Regions from separate parts of the Danio rerio genome. Here region 1 is linked to region 2. The links are chromatin contacts, called in public Hi-C maps. All regions are on one chromosome and are shown on one strand. Each heading gives the region's core, a stretch centred on a gene start, on an enhancer-like site or on the middle of the called end of the contact. The rest is flanking DNA. Distances are from core to core; before and after follow the strand shown. Region 1 overlaps sipa1l1 (signal-induced proliferation-associated 1 like 1). Region 2 overlaps sipa1l1 (signal-induced proliferation-associated 1 like 1).

What was found. A called contact is a pair of places that touch in the nucleus more often than the background predicts.
Region 1: a Hi-C map of an unstated tissue shows a contact between it and region 2, with 2.2 times the contacts expected there. The contact joins two enhancer-like sites. A contact is called at or near these places in 2 of 18 Hi-C or Micro-C datasets (caudal fin and an unstated tissue).

What each region holds. Positions count from the first base shown.
Region 1 is chr20:31,433,861-31,440,540 of GRCz12tu, reverse strand. sipa1l1 (signal-induced proliferation-associated 1 like 1) reads left to right here. Exons shown (of 21, transcript NM_001281792.1): 2 at 5,354-6,680. The coding sequence starts at 5,567. Among named protein-coding and RNA genes, the nearest start is that of rgs6, 60 kb to the right of the region's middle. Within about 2 kb of position 3,515, at least 16 of the 62 cell types and tissues checked have an H3K27ac peak or open chromatin away from gene starts, as enhancers often do.
Region 2 is chr20:31,396,383-31,403,258 of GRCz12tu, reverse strand. sipa1l1 (signal-induced proliferation-associated 1 like 1) reads left to right here. Exons shown (of 21, transcript NM_001281792.1): 13 at 5,024-5,121. Among named protein-coding and RNA genes, the nearest start is that of rgs6, 22 kb to the right of the region's middle. Within about 2 kb of position 1,323, at least 37 of the 62 cell types and tissues checked have an H3K27ac peak or open chromatin away from gene starts, as enhancers often do.

The sequences.
Region 1 (6,680 bases), core at 2,266-4,765, 35 kb before region 2:
CTGACATGATGCTTTTTTCCTCGGTTTCCAGCTTAAGCTAACACCCCATATTTAATTTGCCAAGTGCAAACCAATTAGTGTAGTAGTTAAAGATGAGGTGTTCATTTAGGCTGGGATTGAAAGGATTTTCTTAAGGGTGCTTCAGCATAGAAGTACCATCGTGGGGGAACTGAAAATGGGGCATGAATAATAAATGCTTTCTATAGGTAGCATTGTGTGATAATTTAATTTGCATCATGCAGTTAGGGTGCATGTGCATTGTTCAAGTGACCCAATTCAGTATTTTTCTTCTCATGTTGCACAGGATATGGTAAGCGTATGTATAAGCAGGAAAAAAAATCACATGCATTTCTGCAATACTCAGATTGGTTTTTCTCATTCCAATGTGAAAAAAAATCTGATGTGTATCTGATATGTGCATAATGCAAGAGCTTATACCAGTAGCTATGTTTTAGGTTAAGTTAAAATAAAATTAAGTTTATGCGCAAAACTGAAATATCGCATAAAAGACGTGCAAACAAAGCAGCGTTTCCATCCAATGAGTCTAAAAGATAAAAATTGTCATTTCTTGATTAACTGGCGCCAATTATCAAATGTAAAAGTAGAATTTTTCAAGGTAGGAGAAACTGAGTGACCTTATTTAATCAATGACTTGCACCTCAGAAGACAATGCTGACCAAATAAACACGTGGTGGCGTTTAAAGGTGTAAGACTCTGAGCACAGACGCTCTTGACAGTTCTCAGGTAATTAATATTATAATAACACTAATACTGAAATGGTTAAGGTGTTTTAGATTGACTAAAACAACATTTCAGATGTTTTAAAATGTGCTCAGCCTGCTGGTTTGTTCATTCACAAAAATTTTATCCTTACATGATCTGTTACAAAGTCACTTTACTTTTTATTGCGCACACTGGAATTTGTTCGGTAAGTGTTTCCATCATAGTGTATGCGTATTTCTTATTATTAAACAAAAGGTTTATCCTACTCAGTTATGTGCATATGTTTTTTATGCGCATTGTCAAAATTGATGCACATCTTGCTGTTTTGATCAACTCATTTTTTTATGCGCATCTCTAAAATGGTTGGAAACAGCTTCAAAAAAATACGGTGAACTTGAATTATGATCAGGTCATTTAAAGCTGCCAACACCGGGTTATTGAGCTTATATTCTTGCTTGGACTTGGTTAAGACACATTACATGACGTCTGTAAATATATTTTAAAAGACCGAATAGAGAGTTCATTTCAAACCAATCATGCTCAACAGCTCATGTTGACTCCACTAATAAACAAAATCAACTTTTATTGTCTTTTAAAAGTTCCAAGCAGGATTTGGCCAATTAAAAACAGCAATTTATAGAGACTGTTCACCCAAAAATGAAAATTGCCTGTGCATTTACTTTTACTAATGTGGTTTTAATTTTTTAAGATCTGTTCTTTAAAAAAAAAAAAAAAAAACAAAAGAAGATATTCTTGTTGGCGTCACTCATTAACTTACATAGTAGAAAAAACATTACTATAGAAGTCAACCATTGCAAAATATTTTCTGTTGTGTTCAATAGAATAAAGAAACTCAAATAGGTTTAGTAGTAGGTAATACTACTACTAAATACTAAATAGGTAGTGCATAATATTGCAAAAATCTAATATAATATAAATATTGCGATATAAATAGGATTTCACTAATGTGTTGAATAACTATTTGGAAAGAATTTATAATCTTACGTTTGATGACGTAAGATCTTGGGGTGATTCTGGAGGGGAGTGCATGTGCATTAAGTATAAGGAACAATCTAAAAGCATAGATAAATTCAGTAAAAAAAATCACAAATTATGTAAACAGCATTTTATTGTTTTTTGAGTTGCCGAACTGCATTCTGGTGTACAGTAATTGATTAATCAAATGTAAAATAATACTGCATAGTCTTCATTTCATGAACAATTCAATATAATTTATCATTATAAATGTATTAGTTAAAAACAGTTCAATTTCTTAGGCCTGAATGCTTTTTAAAACCCACACACAAACACATGTTGTAGTCGTCGTTGGTGTGGTAGTATCAGTAGTAGATGTAGCAGTAGTAGTGGTAGCAGTCCTTGTTGTAGTAGTGGTAGATGTTGTAGCATCAGTAGTAGTAGACATTGTGATAGTATCAGAGGTAGTAGCCTTTGTTGTAAAAGGATCAGTAGTAGAAGACATTGTAGGAGTAGTCATTGTTTTGGCTGTTGTCGTTGTAACATTAGTAATTTCCATAGTAGTTGTTGGTGTACTTGTAATTATCATTGTTGTTGTTATCAGTTAATATTACTATTGTCCTTTTTCCTTTTTACTGTCATTATTACTATCATTACATTACTATCGTTGTTGTCACACTCTTGAAATGATAAATTAAATTCCAGACTCAACATTGCGTATTCTAGTGATGTGACTTTTACAAATGTTCACTTTGCGAGATCAATGCTGAAATAAAATATTGTGGAGCACTAAAGTGAAGGTCGAGAAAAAGACAGATATAGATTTTATTTTTGTTTGAACTATCCCTTTAACCATATATATTTAAGTAATAAACCAGTTACAAAATTATTATTATTAGTTAAAACAAAAATTTAAGATAAGCTTTTATTTCTATTCCTTTCTATAGGGAAAGAGCCGGTCTATATAAGGTCACACTTTCGTCTGAGATTTGTCCTCCGAGTTAAAGTTCTCATTGGTGTGTTAGTCATACCTGCCCTGCTCGCGGTCTTCCTGGTGAAGCTCGTCACAGGTATCTGTCTCATTAACTGGCTACATGGGATCTGTCAGCCCGCGCTGCCCCCATCTGTCATACTCCGGGCTGTAATTTGGCAGCTGTGTATGACTAAGCCACAGAGTTCCTCCCGGCCTTGCAGAAGCACCTGTGCTGCAACCTCCGAAATGTATTACAGCATGGTTTCTGCGGGAGAGCAGACGTGAGAGCAAAAGCACTCTCAAAAAATGGAAATACCCATGACCTCATCTGTACTCGGTGCGTCGAGTGTGTGTTGTTGGGGTTTGTTATGCTGCCACACCCGGCTCTCCACACACCCCTTCCAGCCATCGGGAGGTCAGGACTCACCGGCAGGAAGATTATCTCATAATTTCATCAGCGCATACACATGGTCTAGCACTACTAATGTGATTCACAATCTCCAAAATGTCAAGTGATTCAGTGGGATTCGTCTATTGTTCCATTCCAGCCTGCCTCTTCATTTGGGAGACTTTCATTTCGCTGTAGTAATATTAATGCTATGCTCTTAGTCCTTATGATACATGCTGTGATTAAACACTGAATGTTAGGTCGTATGTGTTGCCCTGATCGTAATTAGCATAATCGCTAGCTTTCACATATTTTTTTCATCAGATATTTTTAGCTACATTTATACTATGGATCATTTACACTGTTTCGTGGATCTTGTCTTAGGGTTGTTCTCCTGATGTGTGTGTGTGTGGAAGATTATGGAGGTGTGTGTATGTGTGTAGTCACTGGGCTTCAGCTCTCTCATTAAGGTTAACCCAGCAGCACTGCCGCTCTGCACCACAACACTCGGCAGATGGTTGCCAGGAAACCAAGGAAACTGACATTTCAGAGCTTCTCCTGTCATATGAGAACAATGTTCATCTGTAGTGCATTACAATTTGAGCGATGAGGACTTATGTGCAGTGCCACCTGCTGTATTCAGTTTTTACTTGTGTAGCTTTCTGACCAGGTCTGGTATGGGTTTTGCAATTGGTAATCGTACAAGGATAAAGCTAATTTTGTAAGTGTTTTTAAAGCTTAAAGGGCACCTATGATGAAAATCATCTTTTGTAAGTGGTTTGGACAAAACTGTGTGGGCATAGCATGTCCACAGTCATATTGGGGTGATATAAAGACAATCTCTTTTTTCCAATGTCCTGACTTTAAAATAGGATCTAAATCCTTTCCATTTTGACACCCACTAAATGTGACGTGTGTGGTTTTTTTCTGTCCTCTGATTTAATTGACAGCCGCTTATTAAGTTTAAAACGTTTTTAAAACTGTGCATGTTTGTAATGAATTACAGCGCTTTTACCATCTTTACTTTATCACCGCAGATGCATGTCAGTACATTTATAAAATAAGATGCTTCAATCCCGGTTTGTGGACGTTAAATCAGGTTTATTTTGTACATTAACATAATAGATATCCATACAGCAGATGGATTTTAACATGTGTCCTGTTCTTAATTCTCTCTATTGGGACTAATTTGATTTGTTATAATAATAATAATAAAAATCTGTGTTTTTAAAACTAATGAATACAGCAGAAGTCAATGATTTATTTGAATTATTTAGCCTGACATATAATGCCTGACAATATAAAATATATTAAACGTTTCTCAAAGTTAAATATATTGTGTTTAAAGGGGAAAAGGTTTTTGTTTTTTACCCAGACATTTAATAAGAATATATTTTAGATTAGTAATCGCATTATTGTAAAACTGATCTTTTTATCCAAAGTTAGTAAACCGTCAGAATCTTGGCCGATGTTCAATGCCTATGGCCAATGCCTAGTTATTATTGTTGCCTCAAGTAATTTAAGATAAAGGATTGTATGGTAAAGTAGGAATTAACTAGATGAAATAAATTGTTGAATGGCTTTTGACCATCTTTGTTACGTTGCACATCAAAACATCCTGGTGATATCTAATCATTCGATTTGGTTTGTGTCTGTACTTGTGCAGTGTTCTGCCTCTCCACGGCAGTGTGGCATTGATTTATTCATGTGGTGTAATCTGCCCTTTGGCACAGCCAAGTGTATGAACAGTGTAGCAGTTAAAGGCCTGCCATATAAACTCCTAGCTGAACAGGTGAAATCTGGTCATAATTCGGTGCCTTATGTAAAACACTTATTCATAACATAAAACTTAAGTAAAATCTCTTTTGTAAATTCAGAATGATTGTGCATATATTTTTGCTTTCTAGATTTCTGAAGAGTTTACAAATGAAAAAAAAAAAAAACATTCTTTTCATGTTTGCTTTGGCATGATGTTAGTATTTAAAGCAGGTACACAGCAAATCTGTATGTAATCAAGTGTCTTTCAGTCTATGCTTCATCTGCCATTTTGACCTCTTTTTTTTTCTACTCAAGTTTAAAATTGTTGTCAGATGTTAACATGTGACTCATGTAACTATCATCAAAAGCACTCCATAATAATGCAGTCAATAATTTTTTAATATATTGCCCTTCTGTTTCATTACTTTGGCTGTCTATGTTGTTTATAATCTGTTTACCTTTATTACTTCATTATAATTTTTAACCTTTATTAGCAAAGCTTATTCTCATACCTTTCCCATTTTTATGTGTTTCAGTTTTGCATAAAGGGATGAGAGGAGGAAGGTCTAATCACCTAATGGTCGCCACACATGCCTGATTCAAGTTCACTTTAAAGTTCACTTTTATTATCATCGGTCCTCTGTTCTCTGGCCTCTCCAGCTGAGTGGCTGCCCATGTTTCCTAAGCTTCGTTATTTCAGCTACACTGCGGGCATGCTCCAGTGCTGAGCTCCGCCACTTAGCCATACCATGACCAGTCTAAAGCGTTCACAAACCGAACGCTCTGTGGGCGGTTCTGTTCCCGCCTCTGATGAGTTTTATACTCGCCGTCTGCGCTTGCCCAATGGAGGTGCACCGCCCCCTCGCAGTGAAAGTACACACTTGACCGGCACGCCGGGAGTTCCCAAAATGGGCGTTAGAGCTCGGGTTGCTGACTGGCCTCCCAGGAAAGATGGTGGCAGTGGAGGAAGTGGAGGCAGTGGTGGAAGTAGTGGAAGCGGAGGAGGAGGAGGAGGAGGAGGAGGAGGAGGAGGAAATGGAGGTGGGGTTTGGCACATCACAGTGGAAACTGATTCCCCATCCACTACCACAGGAAGCGCCCAGAGCAACTTGTCAAGCAAACTTGGCCACCTGATCAGCCCTCAGGACTCCTCCATGTTGCGTAACATTCACAACACGCTAAAGAACAAGATGCAGAGCAAAGGCAAAGACAATCGCTTTCTGTCACCTGACGGCTATCTTGGATCGCCCCGCAAAGGCATGCGGCGAATTAGACAACGCAGCAACAGTGATATTACCATTAGTGAACTAGATGGCGATGGAAGCGAAGGCTGGTCTTTTTCAGGATGGACCCCCATGCATCGAGAGTATGGCAGTACCTCGTCTATCGACAAGCATGGTGTGTCAGGTGAAAGCTTCTTCGACATGCTCAAAGGCTACACGACAGATGCTCCAGACCAGCGCAGTCCTGCCCCTGAAAAGCTAAGTGAGTTACTGACAGTCGCCCATAAACAGACAGCCCTCGACTTGCCCGATGGACCTCTTGGTCCTCCTCGGGGAAGTCCTGCCAGTCGCCTGAAAGAAAGGGAAAAACAAATGAAAAGGCGCTCAAAGTCAGAAACTGGTGGAGAGTCCATATTTCGAAAGCTGCGGAGTGTCAAAGCTGAAGGCGATTCGTCACGTGCAGGTTCAGATGCAGAGGATGGAAAGTCTGATGACTTGGGTCCTCCTCCAAAACCATGGGTCTGCCAGAAAGGGTTTGCACACTTTGATGTCCAGAGTATACTGTTTGACCTGAATGAGGTTGTGCAGAGTCGGCAAAGTGCCGCTAAGCGAAAGAACACCACCACTGGTGCCTCTGCTG
Region 2 (6,876 bases), core at 74-2,573:
GCTAGGCTACTTATAGTGGGTTAGGATAGATCTGATTGGCTAACTAATGAGTGTAGATAGGTGGCCAGCTGCTGTCAATTATATCACGTGCTCCTCTCGAAATTAGTTTAAAAACTTCACGTAATTCATTACCAACATGAACTTTTTAAAAAACGTTTTACTCATCAATTCGGTGGGTGGGGAAACCACACTCCTACGTCACATTGCAGTGGGCCTCAAAATGGGAGGGATTTGGATCCTATTTTAATGTCAGGAAATTTACAAAAAGTGACTTATTGTGTTTACATCACCACAATATGACAGTGGACACACTATACCTACACACAGTTCTGTCCAAACAGCTTACAAAAGATGATTTTCATCATGGGTGCCCTTCAAGGCAAACTTTCAGGTTTTATTGTGGTCCACAGGATTTTGATTTAATTTGATTTGAAATGAATTGTCTCTAAGCTGATATTGTAAATTATAAGCTGAACTTTATAAATATTGGAAAAAAAGTAAAATTTAGCAGCTAGAAATTTTACTGTGTATTTACACGTTAAGATAAACTAGTTACCTCATGCACAGGTGCAAAGTCTGATTTTACTTTTCAAGAAGCCTGCATAGACTTTATCACCTGGCCAGTGATGAAGTAGGCGAAAAAAATCCTTTAGACTTGCATTGACGGGAGGATCTGAGGATCAGAATATCAAAGAGACTTGAGGGTGAGCTCTTTTGACTCTAGTAAGTAACCTCTCAGATCACCTTAGCAACCGCATAGCAATGTCTAGGCACCCACTAATAACACCTTAGCACAGTGGCGGCCACACGGACAAACACCACTCTCAGTCACTCCAGGTTATGTTAAACCTATGCTTCTTCTCAAGTGCTTTCATTACAAATCACCGAAAGCGAAGCATTGTTTCAACCCAGGAACTGGAGGAAAGGTATTACTCTTTAAAACATGCATCGAAGCACTTCTTCCTTTGCCATGCCTCAGGCTATGTAGTTTTATTATCCCACATTTCCACCTGGCGTTGATGCATTCTTATTTTAAGTCATTATTATTATTTTTAGTTTGACCACTTGTTTTTTACTGCAAAAACATTTCGGCAACACATAGCATATCACCTGATCCTTCCCTCCCCCTGAATACCTCTCTCTTGTATAACCGTGGTCGACCTTAGAGGGCTCGATAGATCAAGCATAGCCTTTGAAAGTAAGCTGTGTCCAGTGAAAGGCAGCAACATAAACGGTGTCTCTAAACAGCAGGCTGTGTATGGGTTCAAGCAAGACAGAAATACCTCCTCTTTCCTGCTGGTACGGTTGTGTAAGCAGTGCTTTGTGTGCCTCTAGCACCCCCCCCCCACTCCATCTCCTCTCACTCTTCAAGGTCCAAGTGTGCTGTGACTCACACTGCCACCCCCTTTCTGCGTATTTTTCTTGTTTCTTTTCCTCTCTCCATTCCTCTGCCTCTCCACATGTCTCCTGCTTTTGACAGGAATATTCCCGAACGCAGGAGCTGCAGGCAGTCTTTTCTGCCTCCACTGCGTCTGTCTCTCACTTTCTTTCTGTCTCTGTTTATGTCCCCTTCTTCACAAGCATCTCACTGTTTCCAGCTTCTCTGACTGTTGTGGTCGAGCGGCCCTCCTCCACTCGCTCTTTGACCCTTCTCAGCTCCGTTATGTGACCTCTCGACGACTCCAATGATAATAGTAGGGTCCAGCCTACACAAAACACATCTGAGCAGTTCGGCCCAGTAAACCTTACGACCCGTGCTGTAAATGTTACCACAGCCTAGAATTATACGCCGTGCTCATGATTGCAGGCGACTGTTTGGGGTATGAGAGGTCAGTCAGAAAAATGCTGTCCTTTGCTGTTTTTTTATTTTGGGGTGGCTTTGAAGTGCAGTTCACTAGTATGTTCACTGGTTAGATTTTAGACCAAAATACTTTAGGTTCTTACTGATTAAATGTAGAGAAAAAGTGCAGTCCAAGGTTATTAAAGTTCACGAAAATTACCAAATTTTTTTTTCATTAATTCAAATAAAGGTAACAACGAGAGTTTAAAAAAAAAAAAACTAGAACTAACTGAACCTGTATTGTGTACATAGAAAAAAATAACTGAAACACTATAGCAAAATAAAATTTTAGCAAAAACGTCCTTCGTTTTTATCTTTGTAAATGTATTTATTACACAATCTTATTGTAAACCTTTTAAAAGTACATCTGTCTCGCTGTCAGGTGTTTGACCCATACGGCACCTCAGAGTCTGTAATCCTGCTGCCATTGGCCAGATTGAGCCGGTTCTCCTCCAGTTATCCTCGCTGTTGCTCCCGCGATAAAAACAACGAGTGGACATAACAGCTGCACATTGACAGCACTGCGAATGAATAGTTCTTTTCAACCTGGTCTTCTAAGTGAACCAGTTGAACTAGTTCACCAAATCGAACTGAGTTAATTATTTTCATAATTAATAATTTTAAGAAACTTTTTAGATCATGGTGATGTTTTAACTGACTAAAATTATGATTGCTGAGTACAAAATTTTATTTTTAGGATTGTCTCAGAATCTGGTTCGGCGTTAAAGATCTAAACGTCTGTTGTATTTAAACTTGTGGATGAGTAGATGGTAGTGGTAGATGATAATGGTCATGTGTCCTTTGTATCTTAAACCCAACTAATATCCTAATTTAGAAAAAAACAAAATCTAATACTGAAACTAACAAAAACTTAACAAAACTAAGCAATTTCAAAATATAGAAACTAATAAAATCTAGTGAATCTACCTGTAAATACTAAAACGAACTGAATTTGTAAAACTAATGAAAAATCCAAACTCTTCTAACCTTGGTGCAGTCTGATTCTTAGGATTTCATATGAAAAAAAAAACAACCTCAAAAGAATGAATCTGCTTTGGATCTAAATAATGGAGAAATTGTTCAAATTAGAGGAGGACAAATATGTGAAGTGGAAAAGGATTGACAGTGAAAGCATTTGTTCTCTGATATCGGTTCTATCAGTGACTTTTTTTCCCCTTTTGGAATGCTAAAAGGGATGTACAATCCATACAAAAGCAATTTTGTGCAATTTTGGATATATTTCTAGCATTCTTGCACAGTATCTTAACCAGATATAAAAACATTTCAGTGACCAGGAATTTTGTGTTTATAACTGGCCCAACATGGCAACATGACACAACAAAATTAATCAAAATTACAGCCAATGAAAGGAATGTGTGGGCAGAGCTCTCTCTGTAATTGCACTCAAAACAAAATGCGCAAGTACATAACTGATATACAGTGCTCAGCATATACGAGGACACCCTTGAGAAATCTATCTTTTAAATTCATATTTTTAATAGTAGGCTATACATTATTATATTTGCACATATACATTAGTTTAGTCTGTACGGAAGCCAAATCTAGAGCTTATCTAACCAAATAACTTAGGATAACGGTCCAGAAACTAGTACACCCAAATTTACAGGTTATAGAAAAATATTAAATACAAATTTAAAAAAGATATTGAATTTAGAAATTGAAAATTTTGTTTAAATTTTGTAGGTTGTAATTCTATTTTATTTTATTTTTTTGCAATATTTAGCTTGAATTTAATTGTATTTTTTTCAATTTCTAAATATGTTTGGTGACAAAATATTATTTGAAAGAATACATCTGTTAAATAAATCTGTTTTGTTTAAATAAACAAAAAACATTGCCTGTATTTACTGAGAAATAGATAAAAATATTCATTTGCAAAATGTGGTGTACTCAATTATGCCGAGCACTGTATTCTTTATTAGTTACTAACTAACTAACAATCTTTATCATGCAATAAACTTATTTTTTCACAGTCATAATGTTTCCTTTATTTTCAGGATCTGAAGTTAATTATACATTGTTTTCAGTATGATATTGCAAAATTATATTAAAACTCACAACATTTAGAATTTAAATAAAGCACATTATCAGTACCTGGCATTGTCAAAGTTTGTATGCTGCTGTTGTTCAAGCAATGGCGTCATCGAATTAGAAACTGTTTCTAAAATAGTCTCCATTGTTATGTCTGATTAACTCTTATCAGCATGGAAGATATAACGTTTATTAAAGGTCATGGCATCTTGTCATGTCTATTTAGCACTCAGTTTTACCCTCTAATATCTTGCCATGATTCTCCATGTCTCTAAAGTACTATATAATAGTATAAGATTGTATTTTCAATGATTAAATTGATCAAGGTGTGTTTAGTTTTGTCTTAAAAGAGAGAAATGTGCAATGTCTTCTGAGGTATTGCAAGGTATTATTATTCTGAAAACCCAAATAAACTCAGCTTTGAATTACTAAGGGGAGGTGGAGGCAGGAAGTGGGGTGTCAAAGAGGGGAAGGAAAGCCTTTTCATAAAGCTAGAAAGGAATTGCCCCCCTCTGACACAGCAGTGTCGCAGTGGCTCATGCATGTGCAAAGAAATTGCCTTTTTTATCTTGATGTTTTAAAAGCTTTTTTTGTGAATTACTCTATGTCAAGCTCTACTGGATTCTGTCTTATGGCTTGTGACACACAACTATCTGATGTTTTTAGATTGTTTAAAGTCAGTATGTTTCTGCTTCCTGTTCACCCATCCCCATCGCCCTCCCCCTTCTGAAAGCTGTGTACTTTAATTGCTTGTGCCATCTATTTTTGCTATGCTGGCCATTATGTAACAGCCAGCAATTACACAATAGTTTCATTTACACAGTGTCCTGTAATCAAATTTGCCCAGTCTGCATTAGCTATAGTGATCAAATTAGATTTTTTTGAAAGTCATATCTTTTTTATTTTGTTGTTTTTTTAAACGGGTATGATCTGTCATATGTGTGTGCGTGCGTGCATGCATGTGTACTTTGGGCTTTGTTTACGACATTGCTCATCTAAATGAGTCTCAAGTGCGTCGGTTTCCTCCCTGCCGTTGTGCCCTCATTTTCAGTATTCACCAGAGTGTTTTTTTTCCCTGTTAAGTACCATCTAAATGTCCTGTTTTCTAATGCAATCTCTTACCTTCTGTAGATGCTCCAGTCACTAAGTCTAGCTCATCCTACTCGGGCGGCCCACGCATCCAGAGACAGGAGCAGGTGATTCACCTTTCACCCAAGAAGGGCAGCCAGGTGGGTGCAGCAGAACTGCTCTTAAAAATGCCACCCCATGGTACCTCTTCATTAAAAGAGCTATAAGTGGCGAGCATAACCATGCAATAACACAAACAGCAGATTAACTCTAAGCTAACATGTTAGTGAGAAGGGTAGTCACAAGCATCATTTTTATGATTGAGGGTGGATTATTTTGCCACAAAGTAACCTTAAGCATCCTAAAAAGAACAAGCATCACATTAAAATCTACAAAACTTAACAAACCCTTAAGATCCTGGCCAATACTTGTTAGTTATTATAATGAATATATTTTTTATTAAATTTTAGGGTAAAGTTAAAACAAATTTAAATAATCTTGATAACTTAGCTTCTTTGCTAATAAAAGACGTGTTTAGTTTGGATATAACAAACTGATATTATTTTATAAGCACAAGTGAAGTTGTAGTACATTTTATAGTAATGCAAGTTTCTTGCTCATTTAAACTGTTAAAGTGAGAGTTTATTCATGCTGATTTTATATGGTTTAGAACAGAGGTGCCCAAAGTAGGGCCTACGGGCCAAAGTTGGCCCATGGTAACGTTTGGTTTGGCCCACCATCCTATCTGAAAAGAGGGAGAATAATAGGGAGTTGGTTGGGGCGAATGCCTTTGACAGATTGTCTTTTCCAATTTAACGTAACCTTTTGTTTCTTTGTTTATTTGAGGAGCTACATAAAGCAAACTAAAATGTATATTTTTAAATGAACCAGACTTTTAAAATTTAAATACTACCACTTGACCAATACAGGAGAATGCACATGACATCAGCAAGCAAATCAAGGCAAAGGCAGGAGCAGCTTAACTATTGTTTTTAGCATTATTAGAAAAACTTGACCTTAAGCATGCGTCAAAACTGCCGCCACATTTGTACAGTGTTCCCAGTCATTCACAGCAATCTGAAGATGCTGGACTTTAGCGCTGTTTACGGGTGTAGTAACTAACAAACAAAGAAAACAAAAGCATAAAGGCAAAACATTTCATAGGTAAGATTTTTACGATTTTGTATGTTATGAACTTTTGTGCTAAACAAGTAACGTTATTGATGATGATACATTCATGCACTGCGCTGACCAAAAGGCAAAGTAGCACTAACTTGCACTAAATACTAGGCTTATGCTAGTTTTGTTGAAAAAAATAAGCAAACAATTTAAATGACATTGACAACGAGATGCTAAGTTGGCTAAGTGAACGAGTCATTCATAATGGAGATTCATTCACTAACGAATCGCTCCCTCCATTAGAGTGAGAAGTGAAAGCAGGAGAGGGGGTGTGTTTCAGGACTCGGATTAGATCAAATTTAACAGTTACTGTAGGGAGGATAATACATTTACATGCAGACAAACACATGCTCTTTGTCGCCAATGCGCTTACGTTTTATCCATTGATGTAGAAAAGTGATGTAAAATTATAATATTCGTAATAAAAAAAAATTAATTTGCATACTGACCACTGGGAAAGCTCCTGATCATAGATATATGATATATATATATATATATATATATATATATATATATATATATATATATATATATATATACATATATATACATATATATATATATATACACGTGTATATATCTCTGGCTCGGATGGCCAGTCCTCCACTGCACCTTGGTCCTGCATTCATTTCAAAGGAATGCTCCTGTGTACTAAAGTGGCGGCTGTATTGACACATTCCTTCCAATAGATAGCAACAGGGTGGACGACATCTAATGTAAATATCTATGGTGTGTTA